3 separate regions of the Sus scrofa genome follow, and all the other regions are linked to region 1. A link is a contact called in public Hi-C and HiChIP or PLAC-seq data. All regions are on one chromosome and are shown on one strand. Each heading gives the region's core, a stretch centred on a gene start, on an enhancer-like site or on the middle of the called end of the contact. The rest is flanking DNA. Distances are from core to core; before and after follow the strand shown.

Evidence for each region. Hi-C and Micro-C count contacts between places; a contact is called where the count stands out from the background. HiChIP or PLAC-seq counts read pairs in DNA pulled down with a chosen protein or histone mark.
Region 2: a Hi-C map of embryonic fibroblasts shows a contact between it and region 1, with 5 times the contacts expected there. The contact joins two enhancer-like sites. A contact is called at or near these places in 8 of 47 Hi-C or Micro-C datasets (alveolar macrophages, embryonic fibroblasts, epiblast stem cells and 4 more) and 2 of 2 datasets of contacts at active chromatin or transcription factors (alveolar macrophages and skeletal muscle).
Region 3: a contact with region 1 is called in an H3K27ac HiChIP or PLAC-seq map of alveolar macrophages. The contact joins two enhancer-like sites. A contact is called at or near these places in 1 of 47 Hi-C or Micro-C datasets (embryonic fibroblasts) and 1 of 2 datasets of contacts at active chromatin or transcription factors (alveolar macrophages).

What each region holds. Positions count from the first base shown.
Region 1 is chr13:198,466,911-198,471,468 of Sscrofa11.1, reverse strand. RUNX1 (runt related transcription factor 1) reads left to right here. Exons shown (of 8, transcript NM_001246252.1): 3 at 3,076-3,329. Among named protein-coding and RNA genes, the nearest start is that of RUNX1, 170 kb to the left of the region's middle. Within about 2 kb of position 1,323, at least 71 of the 83 cell types and tissues checked have an H3K27ac peak or open chromatin away from gene starts, as enhancers often do. A contact at or near this core is called in alveolar macrophages, embryonic fibroblasts, retroperitoneal adipose tissue and 1 more, where this site is marked.
Region 2 is chr13:199,472,020-199,476,515 of Sscrofa11.1, reverse strand. No RefSeq gene overlaps it. Among named protein-coding and RNA genes, the nearest start is that of SETD4, 120 kb to the left of the region's middle. Within about 2 kb of position 3,130, at least 17 of the 83 cell types and tissues checked have an H3K27ac peak or open chromatin away from gene starts, as enhancers often do. A contact at or near this core is called in alveolar macrophages, embryonic fibroblasts, retroperitoneal adipose tissue and 1 more, where this site is marked.
Region 3 is chr13:199,557,275-199,562,083 of Sscrofa11.1, reverse strand. No RefSeq gene overlaps it. Among named protein-coding and RNA genes, the nearest start is that of SETD4, 30 kb to the left of the region's middle. Within about 2 kb of position 3,408, at least 1 of the 83 cell types and tissues checked has an H3K27ac peak or open chromatin away from gene starts, as enhancers often do. A contact at or near this core is called in alveolar macrophages, where this site is marked.

The sequences.
Region 1 (4,558 bases), core at 74-2,573:
CTGGAGCAAAGAAAGTCACTTCGGCGCCCGGAAAGGCCTCCTCGGATGGCCCGCTACAGCCGCCGGTCTCCTGCAGGCCCCAGCGGCGGAGCCCGAGGAGAGTCCTCAGCGGCGTCGCCCTAGTACCCCAGCCGCGGGCCGGCAAGGGGATAGAGGCGGAGGGAGGGAGGGACCCCCGCCTAGGGACGTCGACGTGGAGGGCTCGGTGCTAGGGGGGAGCGGGTGAGCGCCCTCCCCCGGGGGGAGAGATGGGGTGGGCTCTGTGGGGAAGGTGCAGCCCGGCGGCTGGGCGGGGGCGGGGCCCCCTAAGCTCTGCGAAAATGCCCGTGGCGCCGGGGGGACGGGAGCGGGGGAAGTTCCCGCCAGCGCGCAAAGCCAGGGTGGGTTCAGCACCCGCTGCAGCTCGCGGGCGGAGGCGGGGAGCGGAGCCGGGGCTGTTTCCGGGGAGAGGGAGGTGGGTGCGGGGCGCGGGCGACGTGGGCCTAGCCAAGGAGCAGACGCTCCGTTAACGGGGAGCGAGCCAAGCGGATGCTTTCAACTTTCTTTTCGGTTGCTTGTTTTGGGGGGTCTTTTCTGACCGCTAAGCACACTCAGCCTGAGTGCGGCGCAATGGGTAATTAAGCCGCAGCCCAGCCGCGGCGAAAAACGCCCAATTATAGCAAATAAACCAAGAGATAAAACTCAAAAAACACAAAAACCATGTTGTGGAGACCAACACCGCCTGGCCTCACTAAATGAATCAGCTCCAATTCGCCGCAGTTGCCAGTCAGGCCGTGGGGGCACGCCGAGCTGGGCCGCTGGGCTTTCCGCCCTCCGGCTCCCTGGCCCCCTCGGGGCCGAATCCCACCCACGTTGGGGAAGTAAAGGCTCAGCAGTGGGCTGCCGCGCAGGGCGTGGGCCGTCCGGGCGCTCCGGCCTGGTTTTGGGAGGCTTGCGACGGCCGCTGCCCCGCACCCTCCATGGCTCGCGGAGCGCCTCCCTCCGGCAGATCTGCGGCCCGGGTCGCTCCAGGCGCTGCGCGCGGCCCGATTCCTCCCTAGGCTGGCCGGCCTCCTTTTCTCCACGACCTCGCTCTCCGAACCGCAGCCGCCAGTGCCGCCGCCGCGCACTACAGCCCTAGATCTGGCAGCTGCGCAACCCTGAGCGTGTGCAAAGCCGCAGGGTCGCCGTCCGCACCGGGGCGGGGCCTCGGGCGAGCGTGGGAGCGTGTGCGTGTGTGTGCGTGGATGCAGATACGCGCGGGGAGCGAGGGGCGGTGGACTCTCCACCCTGGCTGCGTACAGTAGCGCGCGGCGGCGGCAGCGGGGGCGCGCGGGCCAATTCCAGGAGCCCGCGGCCGTGAGCCGCGCCCTGGCTGATACCGGAAAGGCCTGTGATTGGCCCGCGGCCGCCCCTATGCAAACGAGCTGAGGGAATGGAATTCCTCGGGCCGGGCTTACAGTAAAAGCACGTTCATTTCCAGGCACTCTCATTCATAGAGCCAGCGGGCGCAGGCGGGACGGGCGCCCTGCGGCCGGACCCAGCCAGGGCACCACGCTGCCCGGCCCTGCGCCGGCAGGCATCTCTTCTTGGGGCTCCTGGGGACGCCAGAAGAAAATCAATCTTTGCTGTTTCTTTTTGACCCGCGTTGGAGCTTCGATTTTTTTCCCCCCTTTCTTTCTTTCTTTCTTACTTTTGAATGAACTGGTTTCTTGGCTGGATGGTTCAACTTCTTTCCTGGCTGTGAACTTTTCCCCGGTTGTTTTCTTTGACAACCGCTGGAGAAAGTGCGCTGTGCTTCGAGGCGAGTGATGAAGTTGGGAATGCGTGGCAGTGTGTGCGTGCTTGTGTAACTCGAGCCGCCCCGTCTGTTTCGATCTGCGCTGCGGAGCCTCCTCTCAGGGCCCTCTCCACCTGCTGCGGTTACGCGGTGATCGTGGGTATTAGCGCGTCCAGGCAGTTAACTGGCCCGCGCTGGGGCTACGTTGGAGGAAGATTGCCTCGCTACAGCCCAAGTCGGGGCTGACTCAACGAGTCGATGTAGACAGCGGCTGGCTTCCGAAGAGTGCGTGCCTGCGTGCGTGTGACTCGGCCTCTGCTCGACTCCCACCAAACCACAGGATCAGCCACAAACTTAACCAACATCCCCAAACCCGAGTTCTCAGATGTGGAGAGCTGAACCCTGAGTGTCATCGACTTGGAATTTTTTTTTTTTTTTAAGATTAGCTTTTCTTTGAAAAGCATAATTTTCTGAACTGAACATTTTGCCAGAATTTATTGAGAGAACATGACAAGTACTTCTAGCACAGCCCTTCTGCAACTACTGAAGTTGATTTTCAAGGCTACTTAAAAAACAACAAAAACCCTGCAGCGAACATTAATGGATTTCTGTTGTGTTTAAATTCTCTACAGATTGTATTGTAAATATTTTATGAAGTAGAGCATATGTATATATTTATATATATGTGTGCACATACATTAGAAGCAAGACCTTTGGAAGTCTCAGCTCTCGCCTTTGAGGACGGAAGCTAGTTTTGCATGATAAAAAGTGTCTCTGTATTTGGAAGACACTTGTGTATTTTGTGTTGTTTGACTTTAGACAAAACTTATCTGGAAAAAGAAAAAAAAACTGACAGGCAATTAACCACTGGAACTTACAAATTATGTGTTTGCTGGTTCTTGTGCACTCCGCATAAATATTTTAGGAAGTGTATGGGAATTTTGCCTCCAGGAACTTTTGTAACAGCCAAAGACTGAACTGGAAACTCGCACAGCCAAGACTCAGAAGACAGTCTTCCTTTGGCACTTGACTTTGGATTCTGGTCGCCCACTTTTTAAAGCACTAAGCGGTCGGCTGTTAAGAGCCCTGCCGGGGTCTGAGGCCAATCGGCAGAACTAGAACTTTCCCCATCCTGGACTGTTAGTAACTTAGTCTCTCCCCCTCCCCCAGCTACCCCGCAGCAATAAAGGCCCCTGAACTTGTATGTTGGTCTCCCGGGAACTGCTTGCTGAAGATCCGCGCCCTTGTCGCCGTCTGGTAGGAGCTATTTGCAGGGTCCTAACTCAATCGGCTTGTTGTGATGCGTATCCCCGTAGATGCCAGCACGAGCCGCCGCTTCACGCCGCCTTCCACCGCGCTGAGCCCGGGCAAGATGAGCGAGGCGCTGCCGCTGGGCGCCCCGGACGCCAGCGCCGCCCTGGCCGGCAAGCTGAGGAGCGGCGACCGCAGCATGGTGGAGGTGCTGGCCGACCACCCCGGCGAGCTGGTGCGCACCGACAGTCCCAACTTCCTCTGCTCTGTGCTGCCCACGCACTGGCGCTGCAACAAGACCCTGCCCATCGCTTTCAAGGTACTCGGCCCGGAGAGGGTGGCGGGCGGGAGGACAGGCAGGAGGCCGGTGGAGGCCGGGGCAATCCGGGAGGGCAGCAGCCAGGCAGGCGGGGCCGGGTTCTAGAAAGGGGCCGGCGCTGAGGCCCGTGGTCCATCCCCCAGCGCTTGGGAGACTGGGGATGCTGCGTTGCCGTGGCGACCCCCGGGGGGCCCGCCTCAGCCAGCCGCGGTGGCCTCTTGGGATGGCTGGGGAAAAAAAAAGGATGCCCCCAAAGACGTCCACTGAGGACCAGTTGGACCTCTTTGGCTGGGGTCCTTCTCTTTGATCCAAAGTAAGGGGAGTTATAACCCAGCAGAAACAAGCCTGTCTGCTCCCAGGCGTCTCTCCCCGCCTCTGGCTTGACACCCAAACCATTCCGAGGGAGGCATCAGGAAATAAAATAGAGATACTTTTATACCTTCGGGTCAATGAAAATAAACTGACAAGGAAAACTGTCAGGGCTTCCCACTTCCACCCCTTCTTTAACAGCCCTGTAGGAATTAGCAAGTCCAAAGTCCAAGGCGGGCGTAGTTAAGTTTGCAAAAGTTTTCTGAGGAGGTTTTTTTTTTTTTTTTTTTTTTTTTTTTTTTTTTTTTTTTTTTTTTCCCTTCCCCCGAGCTTCTAGCCCGTGCTGCCAGAAGCGGCAAGTAGCGAATCCTGTTTCTTTTCCTGGAGTCCTCCTTAAAGTTATCACCGGCTCACCTAGATTAAGCCCGGGGCCGCGAAAGGAACCGAGGCTGTGTTGCTTGAGCCGGGGGTCTAATCGGCCCGCTTCGCTGTTTGAGGAGGGGGCGCGGTTGACCCGGCAACTTCAGCTGAGCAGCTCGAGAAGTCCCCGTTCACTTTTCACCCCTGATCTTGCCCTAGCTTTGACTGCCTTTAAAAACCTTGGCCTTCCACGGAGATGTATAAACAACCCCGGGCGTTTTTAAACAACCCACCCCGCCACCCTGGCAGCAAACTGTAGGCATTTCATTTTGGCGGATTCAGTTCTTCTGTCTTGGGGTTTAGAAGGGGAGGCTTTTTAATACAATCGGCGCAGTCATTTCCTATCATTTAAAGAGCTAAGGCAGAAGGAGGAGAAAGTTGTAAAAGATCAGCTACTCTTTCTTTTCTTAAAAAAAAAAAAAAAGAAAAAGAAAACTGGTTAAATAATTGTTCCCTTTAAGGGGAGATTAATTTAATATAAGCCTTTTATGGTTCCAAGC
Region 2 (4,496 bases), core at 1,881-4,380, 1.0 Mb before region 1:
GCATAAAGGATCCCTTTCCCCTTTGTTTATTGAAAATAAAATTATCTCTATTTCATCTGCAGGCAAGGGATGTTTGAAGGGAATTAGGATGGGTATGTTTTATATTACAAAACATGTAGTCATATATCTGGAATTTTTTATTCTTTTTCTTATTTATATTCAGTACATTGTATATTTTTCCTAGTGGACACAAATTATAGAAGTAATTAAATTTCATAAGAGAGGTGATTCCTCCAAATCTAGAGGGTTCAGCTCGAGCTGGTGTTGAATGCAAATGCGACATGTTACCAGAGCTCAAACCATCCTTGCTACCCTTGTGCATAACTTCACATGGTACCTGACCTGGAACAGTAATCACTGAAGATGAGGAGAGTTAGGATTGAAAAGGGTAGAGTGACATGTTCATCAAGCAAGTGATCAGAGGCAGCACAGAGGTGTTGGGGTGTACAGGCCAGTCAGTTCCTTGTTAAGCAAGGCTTGAAGTCAAGGGCAAAGGTAAGGGTAAGAGGGAAGGACTTCTGCTTTTACAGGGAGCACCTTCAGGTTCAACTGGCTTCATTTGCTATACTTCTGCCAATTAGGTGAAGGGTTGCTCTAAGGAACCCACACTGACATGTGCCACCCCATCTTTCTAGGTGTGGAAGATGTCCCAGATCGTAGTCAAGTAGGCATCAAAAGACACACAGCCCAGTCAAGAGGACTCTGAACATGAAGGAGACACAGAAGAGGGCAGACATGGAGAGGTCAGAACCAGGGGATGGCTTGCCCCCAGCTGGGATGGCTGGGGCACTGAGGGGGATGGGGACAGTAAGGGCTGCCCCTGGCTATCTGTGCAGGTGACCCTCAGTGCTCAGAGCACATTGACCAACCCCGCCCCCTCCAATTATGGCCAAGCCTAAGAGTCTGCTGGTCATCTGGGAGCAGGTTTCCCTGCTTGCCCACTGTCTAAGTCATGTCAGCTCACTGTGTATCTCATGCCTCTCAGTTCTTTGCCAGTTAGTTTCTGAGTTAAGTCACTCCACTCCTGATACCAAGGTCTGTATTAGTTTCCTATGGCTGCTGTAACAAAGTATCACAAGCTGGGTGCTTAAACAATAGAAACACATTTCTTTTTTGATTTTTTTGCTTTTTGTAGCACATATGGAATTTCCCAGGCTAGGGGTTGAACTGGAGCTACAGCTGCAGGGCTACACCACAGCTCACAGCAATGCCAGATCCTTTAGCCCACTGAGCAAGGCCAGGGATCAAACCCGCATCCTCATGGATTCTAGTAGGGTTGTTTCAGTGAACCACGATGGGAACTCCTAGAAATGCATTCTTTACCACTTTTGGTGGTTGGAAGTTCAAGGTCAAAGTGTCAGCAGTGCTGGCTCTATGGAGTGCCATGAGGGAAGCTTCTGTACCAGGCGCTCTTCTTGGTTTGTAGCTGGTCATCTTCTCCTTTTCTCTCTTCACATCATCTTCCCTCTGAGTTTGCCTCTTTCTGTGTTCAAATATCTCCTTCTTTGAAGGACACAGTTGCATTGCATTGGGGCCCACCCTAGTGACCTCATTTAACATTATGACTCTGTAAAGACCCATCTCCAGATAAAGACACGTTCTGAGGTACTAAGGCCATGGAGCAAATGATAAGATGAAGATTGGTTTCATACTCTGTCTTTTTTTTCCAGACTCTCTCACTGCCGTCACTATGTCTTCTCCTGAAATGTACATAATATAGACACAGGCTTATTTCACTTATTGCACTTACAGAATAATTTAATGTTTCTTAGTCTTTGCTTATAAAATAAATGACATATCCTCTATTTTTCATTCACCAAAACCCCTCAGTAGGATAAACTCTAAGTTGAGTTGCTTTACTTGCATGGACCTTATAAGATCTGGCGGTTTGGGTTGGCGTCGTTCCTGCCTGGAAGAAAGGTACCAACTTTTCTTCCTTATAATTGTGCACAAACCTCTCTGGTGCTTAAAAGACAGAGTTTGAAGTATTTTTCCTTTCTTACAAAGGAAAGAAAATACGATGGTGTGCCATTTTATACATGCAATACGTTAGGACACAACTAAAGGTAAAAAGCAGCCTAGAATTTCCACATATTGATATTTCTTAGTGGTGGGAGGTAAGTCAAGGATGAAACATGCATGCACACACATGAACACACATGCACACGCATACACACAGAGAGATAGTTTCCTATTATTAGCACAGAAAATTTTTTGTATACTAATTATTGATGGACCTGAATCAGAGTATTATAGTTTTATATTTGCCTTTGGTTAGTTTGTGAGCATAATGCTTGAACTGATTAACATAAAGGATGGTATAAAATTAATTTCTATAACAATCAGAACAAGATTTATATAAAGTCACTTTAAAAGTACTATTTCTAGAGTTCCTGATGTGGTGCCATGGGCTAAGAATCCTACTGCAGTGGCTCTGGTTGCTGAAGAGACATGGTTCAATCCCCAGCCTGAATGGCACAGCCTTGGCTTGGATTCAATCCCTGGCCTGGAAACTTCCATATGCTGCGGCCGTGGACATTAAAAAAAAAAAAAAAAGCACTATTTCCTAATACTCAGTTTCTGGTTAAGAGGAAATGGGTGAACTTGTTATAAAAATCAAAGAAAGAAAACAATCTTGCAAGTATCTCAAATTTGGAATTATTGATATAGCATTTGCTTTTATTTTCTAGAACTTTTTGAAAATCATTGTCTTACCATTGGATAACAAATATTTTGGTCTTGCTTTGAGAGATGTTCTGTTTTGAATGTGGGATTTTGTTTTGTCGTTCATAAATAGAGATGACAGAAAGAAAGACATTTTCAAATATATTTACATATTTATACATTATGGAAAATTCTGATACAAATGTCATGCAAATTATTGAAAATTCTGTTTTTTATCTTTGTTTGCTGTATCCCTTCAAACTTAGCTTAGTGCCTGATACATTAGATATTTAATAATAATTATCAGATAAAACAATTGTAAATGAAGGACGCCTTGCTTTCTCTCCGTAGTCTGTATGTTGCCCTGTTTCACCCAACTGCCGCTAGATGTCTCTCGTATCCGTGCTAGATCTACATTAATACGCAGACGCGTTCCTGCCTGCAGATAATGCCTGAAGCTAAGGCTCGGAATCCTGTTGAAAGAAGGGCTCAGTTCTCCCTTTTTGCTGGGCACCAGTTCAAGTGCTCTAGACGACTTGTGTATACAGACGCGTCAGACAAAGCTGTGATGTTCGTGTAAAGTGGAAGAAGGAACAGAGGGCTATTCTCCTTGAGTCGGGCTTAGCTACCCTATCCTGGATGCTAGGAACATTTTCGAGTCAGCGAATTTTAAATTAGCCAAGCACAGACTTGAGTCACTGGTGTGAACACTCTCTCCCTTTCTCCCCTCACTTCCCCCCCCTCCCTCCTCCTCCTTCTCTCCCTCTCTTTCTTGCCCACAGGCCAACTTGCACACACAGCTTTGATGCACTTTCTGTGTCAACACACGAGCACTGGAGCCCTGACGGTGTTTAGGAGATAGTGCATTTGTGAACTGTTTATCTGTGATTCTTGGGGGCGGAATCATCTGTTGTTGAAGAGACAAACCTACTCTACTGGCACTGCTTTGTGGTCAAACTTAATCATCAGAGTAACTGAAAAGTAGATTAGCGTTCCCGGACTTCTGTAAGTCTTTCCCTTGGGGTGCAGACTAGTCAGACTAGAATGCCTTGCGGGGCCGGGGAACGCGCGAGGGTTGCGGCATGCAGGCTTCACTTAGACATACTAACATCCATGTAAAACAGGAACACTGAAAAGGAGTCTTCTGGATAAATGCATTTCTTTGAATAGCCGTATTCCCCACCTTCCAATATGAATGATACATTTCACTGTAAAAATTTGAAAAAAGGAGTATCATGAAAATAATATTCTTAGCGTTTAGAGACAAAATTACATCAGTTAATTTATAATTTACATCTCCTGTGCATTTATATTATATTATGAAATACTCCCTTATAATATCCCATATTATTCTCTTTAAAAACCCAATTTTCAACAGCAGCGTAGTAGCCCATCTTTTGCCCGTGCTTCACTTGTTTAATCATTTTCCTATTGGCAGAGATTGAGGTTGCTCCAAATTTACTTCAGAAATGATGCTGAAAGATATTTTTACATATGCATTTTCCACCTCTCTGATTGATTCTTTAAAATAAATATCTGTAATTGGATTAAAGGAGGACACATGTATTCTTTTTTTAAAGTTTTATTGAGGTATAAATAATTAGTTCACGTATTCTTGATATGGAAGCAAAATGCAAACGTCCTCAGAGAAGAACTCTCCATCCTTTTGGTTACATTTTTATTTGTTGTATCCTTTCAAATGATATTCCTTTTTGTTATAAACTCAGGGCCGATCAGGGATTCTGAAACTAGAATTGTGTCTAAATTTGGAAAGTATTTCTCAGGCAGCATCGCTTCACAGAAGACAACATTAGGGTAGGAAACTCAGATTG
Region 3 (4,809 bases), core at 2,159-4,658, 1.1 Mb before region 1:
AAAGGGTCCAGCTCTCTAAGCGAGGGGCGGGCCTCTCGGCCCAGGTGCCTTCCTGGTGTGGACGCCGGGAGGTGGGTGTGGGAGAAGCCTTCCTCGGGGTTCCAGGTGGAGGGGGGCCCCTCGCTGCGGTCCTGGCCCCTGGCATCCAGACCCAGCTGATGATTTAGGAGGAAGGACGGGCCCAGCGCGGCGTTTCCGCTCTGCTCCTGGGGTTCCTGGACAGGCCTCTGCCCGGCGTCTGGCCCCACCCCTGCACACCCGGACTCACCCGGACTCGCCCGGGAAGGCTGCAGGATTCTGGGGCTCCGTGTAGGGACATGGGCTGAAGGCCATGGTCATATTTTGATCTCCATCCTTAATAAAGAGTGTTTTCTATTTTCAGAACTGGGGCGGGAGGGGAAATAAATCCTCCTTGGACCTCAAAATCTTTAGCCTGGGAGGGGGCCCCCTCCCCCGCCTCTGGATACGTCGTGGCGTGGCGGGGAGAGCGGGGGGCGGGAGGTTACGGGGAGGCCAGGGATCTCAGGTTGGGGATGGGCTGACCCCCACTGTGCCAGGTGGCCCAGCCCCGATGTTTCTGTTGCACAGAGCCCCTGTTTCCCCCTCCGGGTATTCATCCTTACCCAGAACGCGAATTCCTTGTGGAGTCCAACAGGAGCAGGCCAAGGGACGGACCCACTCACCTTGGAGCCAGAGTTAAAAATGAAAACATCTTCACTACTGTATTTTGAATATCTTTCTCTGTTCACGTATATCGTTGGTGCTGACTTTATTTTTTATTTTTATTTTTTGCTTTTTAGGGCTGCACCTGCAGCATATGGAGGTTCCCAGATGAGGGGTCCAGTCGAAGCTAGAGCTGCAGCCTACAACACAGCTCACCGCAATGATGAACCCTTAACCCACTGAATGAGGCCAGGGATCCAACCCACAACCTCATGGTTCCTAGTTGGGTCCGTTTCCGCTGCGCGGCGACAGGAACTCTGACTTTATTTTTTAATAGTTGCAGTGTGTTTGATGATGTACTATACCAGGCATCCACCAACTTTTTCCTGTAAAGGACCAAATACTAAATATTTTAAGCTTTCTGGGCCCTATGGTCTTTGTCCCTCTTGTACTGCACAGCAGCCATAGATGGTCTGCAGACGTCTGGGGCTGTGTTCCTGTACAACTTTATTTACCCAGACAGGCCACGGGCCATGGGGTGCTAACCCTGGGCTACTCCGTCATTTATTTTTTCTGTCCCCTATTGGTGGATATTTGGGACCTAAATATGCTGATTCTTACTTGAAGCAGCTTTACATCTTTTGAAACTAAAGCCCACCTTTAACATGGAAATCTTTGCAGACCCATGTGGTAAGTGCTGTGCTTTAGTGGTCCATGGGTTTTAAAAATGGATGGTATTAAGAAGCCACTATTCGTTTACAAATGAGAACAGTTATTCATAACAGATCTACCCTGATTTGAAAACAGTACCATAAGACTTTCAGTTTGCAGACAGTGCTTGGTGTGTGAATGCATTCAGACTCCTTGCCAGCAACACGCTGCTCCGTGTGGGACAGTCTGGCCCACAGAGTACACCCCAGGCAGGCCAGTCACCACCTCCATTGGACTGTCTTGGTGACGGCCAGCACCCTCTGTCTGCCCACACGGGGGGAAGCCTGTGCTGTCTTTTACCTGCCTCACTATTCACTTCTTTAATTTACCAGCCTCTCCCCACTGCCATCCTCCCTTTTTTTTTTTTTTTTTTTTAATTTTCTTTTTACTAGGCTTTGGGCATGCCTGAGGTTCCAAACCCATCACCCTTGTTGGTCTCTGGTACTGGGAGTTTGTGGGTGGTAAGACCTCAACTGCTGACTTGGCCTGAGGGGACAGACAGCAAGAAGTTCAAGAGTGATCTGAGGCATTCCTCACCTCTTTCAAGCTAGAAGGAGAGGAGGCCCTCCTGGACTGAAGCACTTTTAAGTGCTTTTCTGCCTGAAAGTGGAGACTGGTAATGATGACCTTTTAGGAAATCAGAGCTGTAATTCTGTGAAAATGGCTTTCACTGAAGCACCTGGATCCCTCCCCACTGAGAGGGGCCATCAGGGTACAGAAATGGGGAATTTATTTTAGCGCCCCAGTGGGCAAACAGCAACTACAATCTGTGTGATGGGTTAGTGTTCGGCAGTAAGTTTTGTCCCGAGGAGGAAAGTATGACAAAACCTATTTTGATTTGTCAGCTGACCTTGAACATAGAGCTTTGGCAGGAGTGCCACCATGTTGCTTTACTTGGAAGCGAGTCTCGTTTTACAGATCTAGGAGGTCATGTGTGAGTTACAGGGAGCAGGAAGATGAGGAGGGAAAAAGGAGGCCTGATGCACTTTTCTGCATCCCTGCCAAAGCCGTACACATAGCAGCGTGCCATCTGCTCACTCCAGGGCTGCTTCTTCTCACCTCCAGGGCTGCTGAGGGCACTCTAGGTCTTTATCATTCTGTTGTAACCTTTCCTTGAGGGGGTATTTTCTTGTTTCATTTTCTTCTCTTCCATGTACTTAAAAAAACATTTTTTTTAAGGGCTGCACCCATGGCATATGGAAGTTCCCAGGATAGGGGTTGAATTGGAGCTACAGATGCCAGCCTACGTCACAGCAAAGCAGTGCCAGATCCCAGCTTCATCTGTGACCTATACCATAGCTCAAGGCAATGCCAAATCCTTAATCCACTGAGCGAGGCCAGGGATTGAACCTGCATCCTCATGGATACTAGTTGGGTTCGTTACCGCTGAGCCACCCTGGGAACTCTTTTTTTTTTTTTTTTTTTTTGTCTTTTCTAGGGCTGCACTCTCGGCATATGGAGGTTCCCAGGCTAGGGGTCTAATTGGAGCTGTAGCCACTGGCTTATGCCAGAGCCATACAACGCAGGATACGAGCCGCGTCTGTGACCCACACCACAGCTCACCGCAACGCCAGATCCTTTAACCCACTGAGCAAGGCCAGGGATCGAACTCGTACCCTCATGGTTCCTAGTCAGATTCGTTAACCACTGAGCCACAATGGGAACTCCCGGGAACTCTTAATTATATAACTTTAAAAGGGTGACTGGTACAGCATGTGAGTTCTCTTTCAATAAAGCTATTTTTTGGAGTTCCCTGGTAGCCTGGCTGGATTTGATGGTGTTACTGCTGGGGCTAGAGTGTGATCCTTAGCCTAGGGATTTCTGTGTGCAGTGAGTTTTTTTTAATTTTTATTTAAAAATTTTTAAAAATTTTTTAGTGCCTATTGGAGAAGTCTATCCCTCTTCTCATGCTCAGCTAACACTGTTTCACCAGCAGGTCTAGTTTAATCTGATGGCGACCCTAAAACCCTGATGGTGTCAGGCCCTCTGCCCCAGTTATCAGCTTGCTTAATCCTGACAACCCTCTGTGAGGTAATACTTCCTTGATTTTGTAAATGTGGAAACAAAAGTTCAGAAGGGTTACGTTGCTGCTGAGGTCGTACAGCTGGGATTCAGACCTTGGTCACCTTCCAGACCCCACAAATCCTCAAGATTCAGGCACCCATGCCTGTGTTTGTGAAAGACCCAGCCAGGCTTAGGAGGGCACCTGACATCACGTGATTAGGACTGTGCAAAATCGAAGTGTAGCCCAAGGCCAAGGGGCTGTTGTCCTTGGAAGAACATCAGAGGGCTGGTATACTGCGATCCTGCTGTTTAAACCCTCTCCTTCCTGGCTGGACCCCCGCTGGCTCTTGACAGGCAGTGACTCCTTAATACATGAAGAGCAGGCTCAGGGCCCAGGGAGCTGTCTTCAGACTGACCCTGAAAGGGCGTGTTATTAGCCACATTGGATAGCAGAGGAAGGGGCTCCAAAGAGGGAAGTAACGGGGTCTGGGGTATTCGGCAGGTGAGGGTGGACTGATGTGGAGTGGGGTTGCCTTCTATCACAGGCAGGTGGAGCCGTATTAAGAGCATGCTTGTCAAAATGGGATCCCCTGCCTCTGGCATCAGAAACAGCCAGGTTGGGAGTTCCTGTGGTGGCTCAGTGGGTTAAGAACCTGACTAGTGTCCATAAGAACACAGGTTTGATCCCTGGTCTTGCTCAGTGGGTTGAGCATCTGGTGTTACCGTGAGCTGTGCTGTAGGTTGCAGATGTGACTTGGATCCGGTGTTGCTGTGACTGTGGTATAGGCCAGCAGCTTCAGCTCCGATTCAACCCCTAGCCTGGGAACCTCTATACGCCATGGGTGCGGCCCTAAAAAGAAAAGGGAAAAAAAAAAAAAAAGCAACAGCCAGGCTGCATGAATCTAGCCCAAACCCGTTCAATCAGAATCTCAGGGGTTGGGAGGTGGGGCCAGGAATGTGTGTTTGCAGTGAGCCCCCCAGTGACCTATGGACCCCAAGGAGGGGAGGCGCCTCACTCTGGTGCTGGTCCCAGGGCTCTGGAGGTGAAGTGTGAGGCCGTCCTGCCCCTCGGTCTTGCGACTCTGACACGGGGCCTCTAACACATGTGGCTCAGAGGGTTGGGGTGGAATATGACCTCGGGGTGATCTGCTCTGACCCCTTATTTGTGGGTGAAGCTGCCTCTGGGCTGTGGACATGGCATCAGATCCCACGTTCCCTTGCTGCTTCTACCTTCCTCCTTCCAGAGGGTAAGATCCAGACACGGTCCTGAATGAACACCCCCAGCTGTGTTCTTCCAGGAATGGATCAGAAAGCGAGAGTGAGGTGATTGGAGGAGAAAGGGGATCGGTGGCCGCAGCCCAAGAAGGGGTGCAGAAGGGGATCCCTGGGTCCTGCCTCTGTTTTTGTTTCATCTCTCATCTGATCTCATGG